2 separate regions of the Mus musculus genome follow, and region 1 is linked to region 2. Evidence: chromatin contacts called from public Hi-C data. All regions are on one chromosome and are shown on one strand. Each heading gives the region's core, a stretch centred on a gene start, on an enhancer-like site or on the middle of the called end of the contact. The rest is flanking DNA. Distances are from core to core; before and after follow the strand shown.

Evidence for each region. Hi-C and Micro-C count contacts between places; a contact is called where the count stands out from the background.
Region 1: a Hi-C map of muscle stem cells shows a contact between it and region 2, with 2.5 times the contacts expected there. The contact joins two enhancer-like sites. A contact is called at or near these places in 1 of 484 Hi-C or Micro-C datasets (muscle stem cells) and 2 of 115 datasets of contacts at active chromatin or transcription factors (both in embryonic stem cells).

What each region holds. Positions count from the first base shown.
Region 1 is chr11:54,411,578-54,415,641 of GRCm38.p6, reverse strand. Meikin (meiotic kinetochore factor) reads right to left here. Exons shown (of 14, transcript NM_029105.2): 12 at 3,727-3,846. Among named protein-coding and RNA genes, the nearest start is that of Fnip1, 25 kb to the left of the region's middle. Within about 2 kb of position 2,376, at least 55 of the 459 cell types and tissues checked have an H3K27ac peak or open chromatin away from gene starts, as enhancers often do. A contact at or near this core is called in muscle stem cells, where this site is marked.
Region 2 is chr11:54,058,848-54,062,914 of GRCm38.p6, reverse strand. Pdlim4 (PDZ and LIM domain 4) reads left to right here. Exons shown (of 7, transcript NM_019417.3): 3 at 2,899-2,977. Among named protein-coding and RNA genes, the nearest start is that of Pdlim4, 8.1 kb to the left of the region's middle. RefSeq lists an enhancer at 3,500-4,067. Within about 2 kb of position 2,399, at least 164 of the 459 cell types and tissues checked have an H3K27ac peak or open chromatin away from gene starts, as enhancers often do. A contact at or near this core is called in muscle stem cells, where this site is marked.

The DNA of each region.
Region 1 (4,064 bases), core at 1,127-3,626, 350 kb before region 2:
TACTAACTACAACTGCATAAGTCATTAGCATACAGAGAGAGTGTATATGTGTGTGCATGTTCTTGTGGAGTATATATGTCTAGTGGAGAATAAGGGGAACAAAGTGGAGGAGGAAGACAAGGGGAGGGTTGCTTGTTGTTTAATGCTATACATTAGAGGGTGGCTAGTCCACAAACCTCTGGGATTCTCTTGTCTCAAATCATTTTAGGGGATTTTCAAACAAGGTGGAAGGCAAGGCCCAATACCAGAGGCTGTTCTCGGGCATCTACATGTGGACTATGGCATCTGCACACATCTGTAACTCCATACATGCACATCTATGCACACACAAGTAAAATTCGTAACATTCTGGCACACCACAATGAGAAAGAGTGAGACATGGCAAGAAATTTCAAAACACAGGATCCAAAGACAAGATTTTTTTCCAGTTTCTGAAACAGGGAAAAACAAAACAATCAACATGGTTCCTCAAAATACAGGGAGCTAAAACCCTGATGAGGTAGTGCTAGAGAAATCCAGAAGAAAATTATTTGTATCTCCAATTCTCTAACTAGATTAGGTGATTCTTCAACTGTGAGGATGGAATTAAAACCTGTTCTGTCATCAACAATCCTAAAAAATCCACTCTCCTTCATAAGGGCTAGAGGAGGGTTCACCTCTCTAACTGTAGGGCAGGAGGAGGGGGGCAGCTAGCTAGCTACAGGGTGGGGAGTGTGGATAGTAGCTTTGTGAAGTGAATTCCCCAGAATTGTGATTCAGGCAAATCTCAGGATGACAGACAACTGTGTCTAGGCATATAAAGCAAATTCTAGCAGAAACTTGTTTAAGTGAGTTAAAATTTGATGGACGTCAGATCTAAAATGTTGTATAAATAATTAACAAAAGAGTCTGGATTGATTAGACAGGAAAACAATACCATGGGCAGAACCATATTCTTCTAGGAAGATATCAACAACTGTGAAGGTGACTTTACTTGGAAATGCTGTCGTTACAGATTTCACCAAGTTAGAATCGGTCCTAGTTCAGTGTAACCTGTGTCCTTATAAAAACAGAAAACTTGGATACTGACCCACAGGAAAAATGTTTGTGAAGACACAAAGACACACAAAGAGAGAAGACAGCCATATGAGAGTTGGCAAAGACTGAACCTATGGTACCCCAGCCACAAAGTGACGTCACCTAGCTTGACAGAAGAAAGATCCGCCTCCAGTGGGTTTGAGGAGCTGTGCCCTGCTAACATCCTGATTCCTGAACTGTGTTCTCTTGTTTAAAGAAACCACCTACTGTATAGCATTTGTCACAGCCTCTTCAACAAGCTCATGCTCCAGAAAAGAGAAACACACTGGGTGAAGTGTTCACACTTTGCTACATGTGCAGCAGGAGAGCATCTCCACTGATACATGAACAGATGAGACCAAAGCTTCACCATCCTCCTCAAGAAACAGAATCCCTGAAGGAAAGAGCTGTCCATGTTCCTCTCTACTCAGCACCTCTCTCTAGGGTGAACACAGAAAAGGACTGTATTTGAATTGAACCATCTACTTAGTCAATTAATGAATTAGTAAACTGATCTGACAGGACCGACACTCACTGCTCTTTGCTGGGATCAAAAGCTGCTCTACAGATAAAGCCTTTCCTAAGACTCGAAGCTTTTCCAGGCCAAGTGCTGGGCAATACCAGTGTATACAGATGCGGTCAGATAAAAACTAGATGGTTTTTATTTCCAGTGGGTTTTTTTTTTTTTTTGAGGGAAATAATAGGAAAGTGCTCCCAAAATATATGTGGAAAAAATCAGTGGCTATAAAAAATGAGAGAAAAGATTAAACCAATAAAAACCCCACCCAAAATGTTAAAAATGTATATTACCAAGGAATAAATTAAGGAATAATCAGAGCTGTAACAAAGTATCTTAGCTAAAAAAGAATTCTGTAAGATAAAGGTAACTGGCTCAATATATTCCTAAAGTTTCCCATCCTACTTTTTTTTTTTTTTTTTTGAGACAGGGTTTCTCTGTGTAGCCCTGGCTGTCCTGGAACTCAAGCATCACACTCCAACATGTCCTCAAAAGAAGGCGTCCTTTCCTGAAGCAGGGCTTCCCTGCGTAGGCCAGGCTGGCCTTGGGATCCTTATTTCTTCCCTCCAAGTGCTGGGATTAAGAAAGCTTTTAATTTACAAGTTACAGGATGGAAAAACAAATTCTCTGGAAAGGAATGCAATTTGGGATGATCTCAACATTACTCTGCCCAATACCAAATACCGTGAAATCAGTGTAATGGAGAAAGGCAACTTGTTTCATAAGCTCAGCAAGTTTGGGTTTTAAATCTTGTTCTATGACCACAGCAGTGGGCAGGAAACCCAGGCTTAGACAATTACAGTTTCATCTCCCTGGCAACGGCAGAGAGACCAGGACAGGCATGTGACGCAGGCAAAGCTATCAGGAGTCCTTATCCAATCCGGAAATACATATACACAGAAGAACAAGCCCTTTCCCTTTTACTCGGGCTAAACCATAGAAGATGGGGAAAGCCTGTTCCTAACGGAAGCCTAAGTGGGGAAGGCAAACAAAGATAAGCTAAATAAAGCTAAATAAAGATAAGAGGCTAAAAAAATAAAGTGTGAGGACCAGACTTTGGATCCCTCACACCCATGAAAATGTCGGGCAAGTATGGTAGCCTCATGTCATCCAGGCACCAGGGAGGCAGAAACAAAATCCCCTGAACAAACTGGCTAGCCAGGCTCACCCAAACTGGGAGTTCTGGGTTCAGAGAGAGACCTCAACATACAAGGTGGGAAGCAACTTGATGTCAACCTCAGAAACACACACACACACACACACACACACACACGCACACACGCACACACACACATGCACACACACACACACACACACACACACACACTTGTGTGCCCATACAATGAGAACACACATGCACACACCACACATACAGATCCAAATAATAAATAAATAAAACAATCATAGAAACATCTAGAAGTTTCAACAAGAATTTCTAAAAGTGCTATCCAGTTTCTGAATTCAGTCACTTCCTACCCATTTATGAGTCAATACTACCATGTTCCATTGTGGATTATGTGTGTGTGCGTGCATGTGTGTGTGCATGTGTGCACGTGTGTGTATACACAGGTATGATGGCACTTGCCTGTAATCTAAGCATTTGGGAAATTATAAAACTGAGTTTAACCTGGACTACATAATAAGTTCTAGTTGCAAAACACACAATAAAACAAAACATTTGTAATCTAGAATTATTGTACTTAACTTTATATATAATAAAATTCCCAGATAATTAATTATTTTAATGGCAGTGTTAAAACTGAGACCTCCATGTAAAAGTGAAGTTAGATGCTCACAAAACAAGTAAGTCAAAGTAGATTTTTACGCCTAACTATGAGATCTTATATGCAGCTCTTTAAAGAGAACATAGGCAGCAGCTTCCTGGCATTCAGTTTGGCCATCACTTTTTGTATGACACCATAGATATAGGTTACAAATGGAAAATTAGACAATTTAAACCAGGACAAATTTCAAGTGTTGTGCTTCAAATGATTCTATGTGCAGAGTAAGAAGGCAGTTTATGCAAGTGGAGGGGGGAGTGCAGGTCACAGATCTAGCATCAGGTTCTTCTCAACACACAGGAAAGATGTTAGTCTCAGGGCACAGTGTAATAACTATTTTTTTCAGCAATTGAAAAAAAATGAAAATGTTACCTCATTTGATGAACTTTCTTGCAAACTTGACACAGGAACAACTTCACTTGAGTTAACATAATTGCTGACATTTGGAAATAGTTCTTCAAAAGACACATTTTGCACTGGAGACAAATCAATCTATACAATAATACAACTCCTTTTAAAGTTTCAAAAACAACTAGCTTTAGGCAATTAACATTGAAAGTACTATCTCATTGAAGCATTTTCTTGTATATTTGATGCACAAATAATTTCATTTGAATAAACATAATTGATTACATTTAGAAATAATTCTTCAAATCATATTTAACTGTGGATAAATCAGTATATAAATTATTTTCTCACTAAAACCAAAC
Region 2 (4,067 bases), core at 1,150-3,649:
GCTTTCCTTCCGTGGACCTTGTAACGAACGCTGAGTATCCCGTCGTCATGAAGGTGCTGTGGTGAACACTCAGCCCTTTCCTGGGCTTAGGCTCTGCCTTTTTAATCAGTTCCCACTAGCAGTTGGCTTAATTCTGGCTGAGTGAGAGCTTCATCCGCCTTCCCTGCCTGGGCCCAGAGGACATAACTCAGTTTTGCCACATTCACTGCTAACGGGGACTTTCCACGACCCCCCGTGGATCTGTGTGGGCGAAACCATCCCCAAACCACAACACAGTTAACCCATGCCTGATTGATCCATTGGCTCGGAGCTTTTAAACACAACGAGAAACGTTATTAGGTAGCCCCTGTTTGTGCCTGGCCCGTAGCCAGGTCCCTGTTGGGCTCAGGAATCTTGGACATGCCCTTGGCACTGAGCAGCCCAGCTGCAAGTCTTTATTCCATTGGGCACACAGCAAGGACGCCTCAGCTTCATCTAGACCCTTCTATCTTAGGTACCCACAAGGGCTCTATGAGCCTGGGTTTCTTTCCCATACATCCAGTTCCTTACTCTCTGCCAGACTGCGGCATGGCTGGTTAAGGAAAGCTTTGCCCGCAAGTAGCCTCTGAGGCCTCCCAGCTTGGCTGGGTTCCTGGGCCCTGACTCACCTCTGGCTTTGTTCTCTAGCTAAATGAGGGCAGCCCTAGGGATGGCAGAGCTGTGAGGAGGCTCAAAGGGTCCTGAGTCAGGAGATTCCCAGAGAGAATGATGTCAGGGATGGTAGCAGGGTGGAGGTCCCCTTTCCTTCCTTCCTTCCTTTCCTGGTCATTTGTTCCGATCTAGGCATGGATGGAGCCAGAAGGCCACTGCTGTGTTGCATTTTGGGAATTACAGCCCCAGCATGCAGTGTGGCCACGGGACAGATGAGTGTCCATGGTCCATGTCACAGTGCCGTCTGACTTCCAACAAGTGCTTTATGCAGACCCCAAACCTCTCCAATCCTAAATCAAGGGCTGCCTTGTGACCTTGACACTGAGTAGTAAGGAGGTGCCAGGCTCTCTCAGTCAGAATGACACCCTAAGACTCTCCCTCCCTCCACCATCTCCAGTCCTCCCTCACACACCAGACTTGGGGCAATTTGACCACGTGGCCACCTAGACTAGACCCTCAACCCAACCCTCTTTCTACTGGGCTCCCTTACAGGCCTCTGTCTCTGCTCCCTGTTCAGCCCACTCCTCAAGGCTTATGCCTGGGCCCCAGACACATCCTCCACCTCTTTAAGAGGCTCTGCTGAGGGCCAGCCAGCCTAATGACCTGGCTAGAGTGAGGGACTTGGCATTCTTAGAACAGCTTCCCTGCCTCTGGTGCCCCACTGATTCTCCCACAACCTGAGATATGCAGGAAAGGCTTTGTTTCCTTCTAGACTTATTTTCTATGGGGCCAAAGTCAGGCTTCCAATAGTTCAAGTCAGATCCCATTGTACTGTAGATCAGGACCTTCCTCCTATCAACCACAACACTGCCATGATAGTCTTTATTGCCATCGCTTGTTGCTTTGCATAGCCCAACCTTTGCTTCTCCTTTTGTTTAAACAAGCTTACTACTCACCCGAGGAGCCCTGAAGGAGAGCCCACTACATGACTAAGCCCTCCGTTCTTATCTGACATCTTAGGCCACTCTCATGGCCCTTAGACCACAGGTTTGTGCCATTCTTGGGCAGGTATTTAGAAAAGCATCCAGACAGGGCATCCCTGGTGTGTCATGACTAGAAGTCAGAGCAAGTAGAAGACATGGTTGGAGATATTTTAAAGGGGTCACTCGGGAACCTAGCTGTGTGGCTAGAGCCAGGGCTGTGAGGAAAGGATTGGGCCCCAGAAGACTGTGGGCAGTGTGAACAGAGATGAAAGCACAGAATCCATGTGGACGTAGTGTCAAATCACCGAGCCATTGCGCTGGGTATGGTGGCACACTGGGGAGCAGAGGTAGGTGGGTCTCTTTAAGGTCAAGGCCAATCTAGTCTACATAGTGAGTTTCCAGGACACACAGGACTACATAGAGAGACCTTGCCTCAATCAATCAATCATCAATCAATCAATCTTCCCTGAAAAGGAGGCATGAGTGAGCTTCAACCCCAGTCATAAGACTTTGAGAGGCCTCAGGAGGCCTCTTGGTTAAGGAACATTATTTCCACACTCTAACCAGCCTTATTATACATCGCCTGCCAACCCAGGGTCCACACACCCTCCTGGCTTGCCTTCCATAGAGCTACTGAGTGGCAGGGCTGGGCCCACAGCCTTTAGGCCTGCCCGTCCTGCTTATGGCAGGTTTACGATGTTTTTCTCCCTCCTGAGTGGTGTTTGGCTTTTGGTTTCTATGGCGAAGCAGGAATTTCCTAATGGCCTGTTTCCCATCTGGGCTGGGCAGACCTCAGTGATGACTCTGCCTGAGTGGGTGGAGGCAGCAGGACGGGAGGTGCTCCCCCACAGCCTCCATTTCACCTCCCCGAGAGCCACTCAGGCCCCGGCCAGAGGCTACGGAGGTCAGAGGATGAGCCGACTGGCTCCCACTGGCTCCCGGCTTATCCATGTGTGAGGCCTGGCTTGCCTTGCTGTGCCCTGAGCCTCCTGGAGTGGAGTTTCTGCAGGCCACCATGAGGGAGGAGAATGTCTGAGGTGCAAGCCCTCTCCTGCAAGGTCTTTAGGAATGAGACCAGAAAGGCACCAGGCCACTGGCAGGAAAGGGAGCACAGCTCTGCCCCAGGAGGGTGACGACCTGAGCTGTGGCTTCTTGCTTCAGCAGACAGCACCATGCTAAAGAGAGGGGGAATGTTGGATATTTCTCTTCTCCCCCAGCTCTGGTTTCAGGCATGGGATGGAGACTAATAAGCAGACATATCTCACTATCCCAATTCCTGCCACAGGCCTGAGAATAAGAACTGGCCCAGTGCTCCTGATGACAAGGCTCAAGCACATAGGATCCACATTGACCCTGAGTCCCAGGTAGGTATAGACACTGCTCACCTGGCCCAGCTAGCTCAGAGTGAACCCAGGACAAGAGGCAGGCATGGCCAACAGACTTCAGTGAAATTCTCACACTGATGGTCAGACAGCCAGGGTATACTGAAGTAGACAGCTCCTCTAGGACATGCCTGCTTCTATCCCTTGCCCTGGAGCCCCTGCAGTGTGCTTGACCCAACTCCAGGCTAGCCTGCATTCTTGGCTAGGGTGCCTGGGATGGGATGGGGCTGGGCTAGGTCTTGGCTCAAGATCTCTCCACACAGAGCTGAAGTTTACTCCCACACCCAGAGAGACCCAATCAAAAAGAAGTCAGCAGGCTTAGAGAGAGATGAGGGTAGGCAGGTGGCTGTGAGGAATCAGGCTGTGGCCATTCCTGTCTTGCACGACCCTCATGCACTCTAAAGCTGGAGAGGTCCCTTTTCATGTCCCAGAGGAGTTGCAGCTGTCACACTGTCCTCAAGGAGAGAGAGCAAACCTGGCTGCACTGAGTTCTCATGAGAAGAGAAGCCAAGTGCACCAAATTCCAGATACCTAGACCATGCTCCACATCCCTGGACAAGGTCACTCCTGGGCTAATCTGTGATGTAGCTTGAATCCAGAGTACTCAGTATGAGAGGTGTGGCTTCTGGGCCTGCTCTTGTCTGCTCTCTCCACATGGAAGAAAAAGGACCAGGACAGAGAGACATTTCAATAAGAAGTCAGAGAGGGCTCTCCAGAGGAAGGAGATTCAAGTCCAAACCTTAGGACCCAGACAGAGCGGGTAGGAAGAGGAAATGCACCCCACAAGCACCTGAAGCCCAGGGGTGCGTGTGCTTTGAGATCAGAGCAGTGACAGGGGAGGTTGGTGAAGGCAGAGGGTGAGCTGATTTGTCCCAGACTTCAGCTCATCCCGGGAAACATTTGGATCTTAGTAGCTTGCTTTGTCTGAGGCCCTTCAGGCAGGGAGAAGAGAACAGATTTGGCAGAAGGAAAAAAAAAAAAAAAACAGGCAACAGGGAGCAGAAGGCGGGCGGGCTGTTCCTGTGAGACGCCTGGCTCCTCTCAGCATCAGTGCTGAAAGGGACAGGGCAGA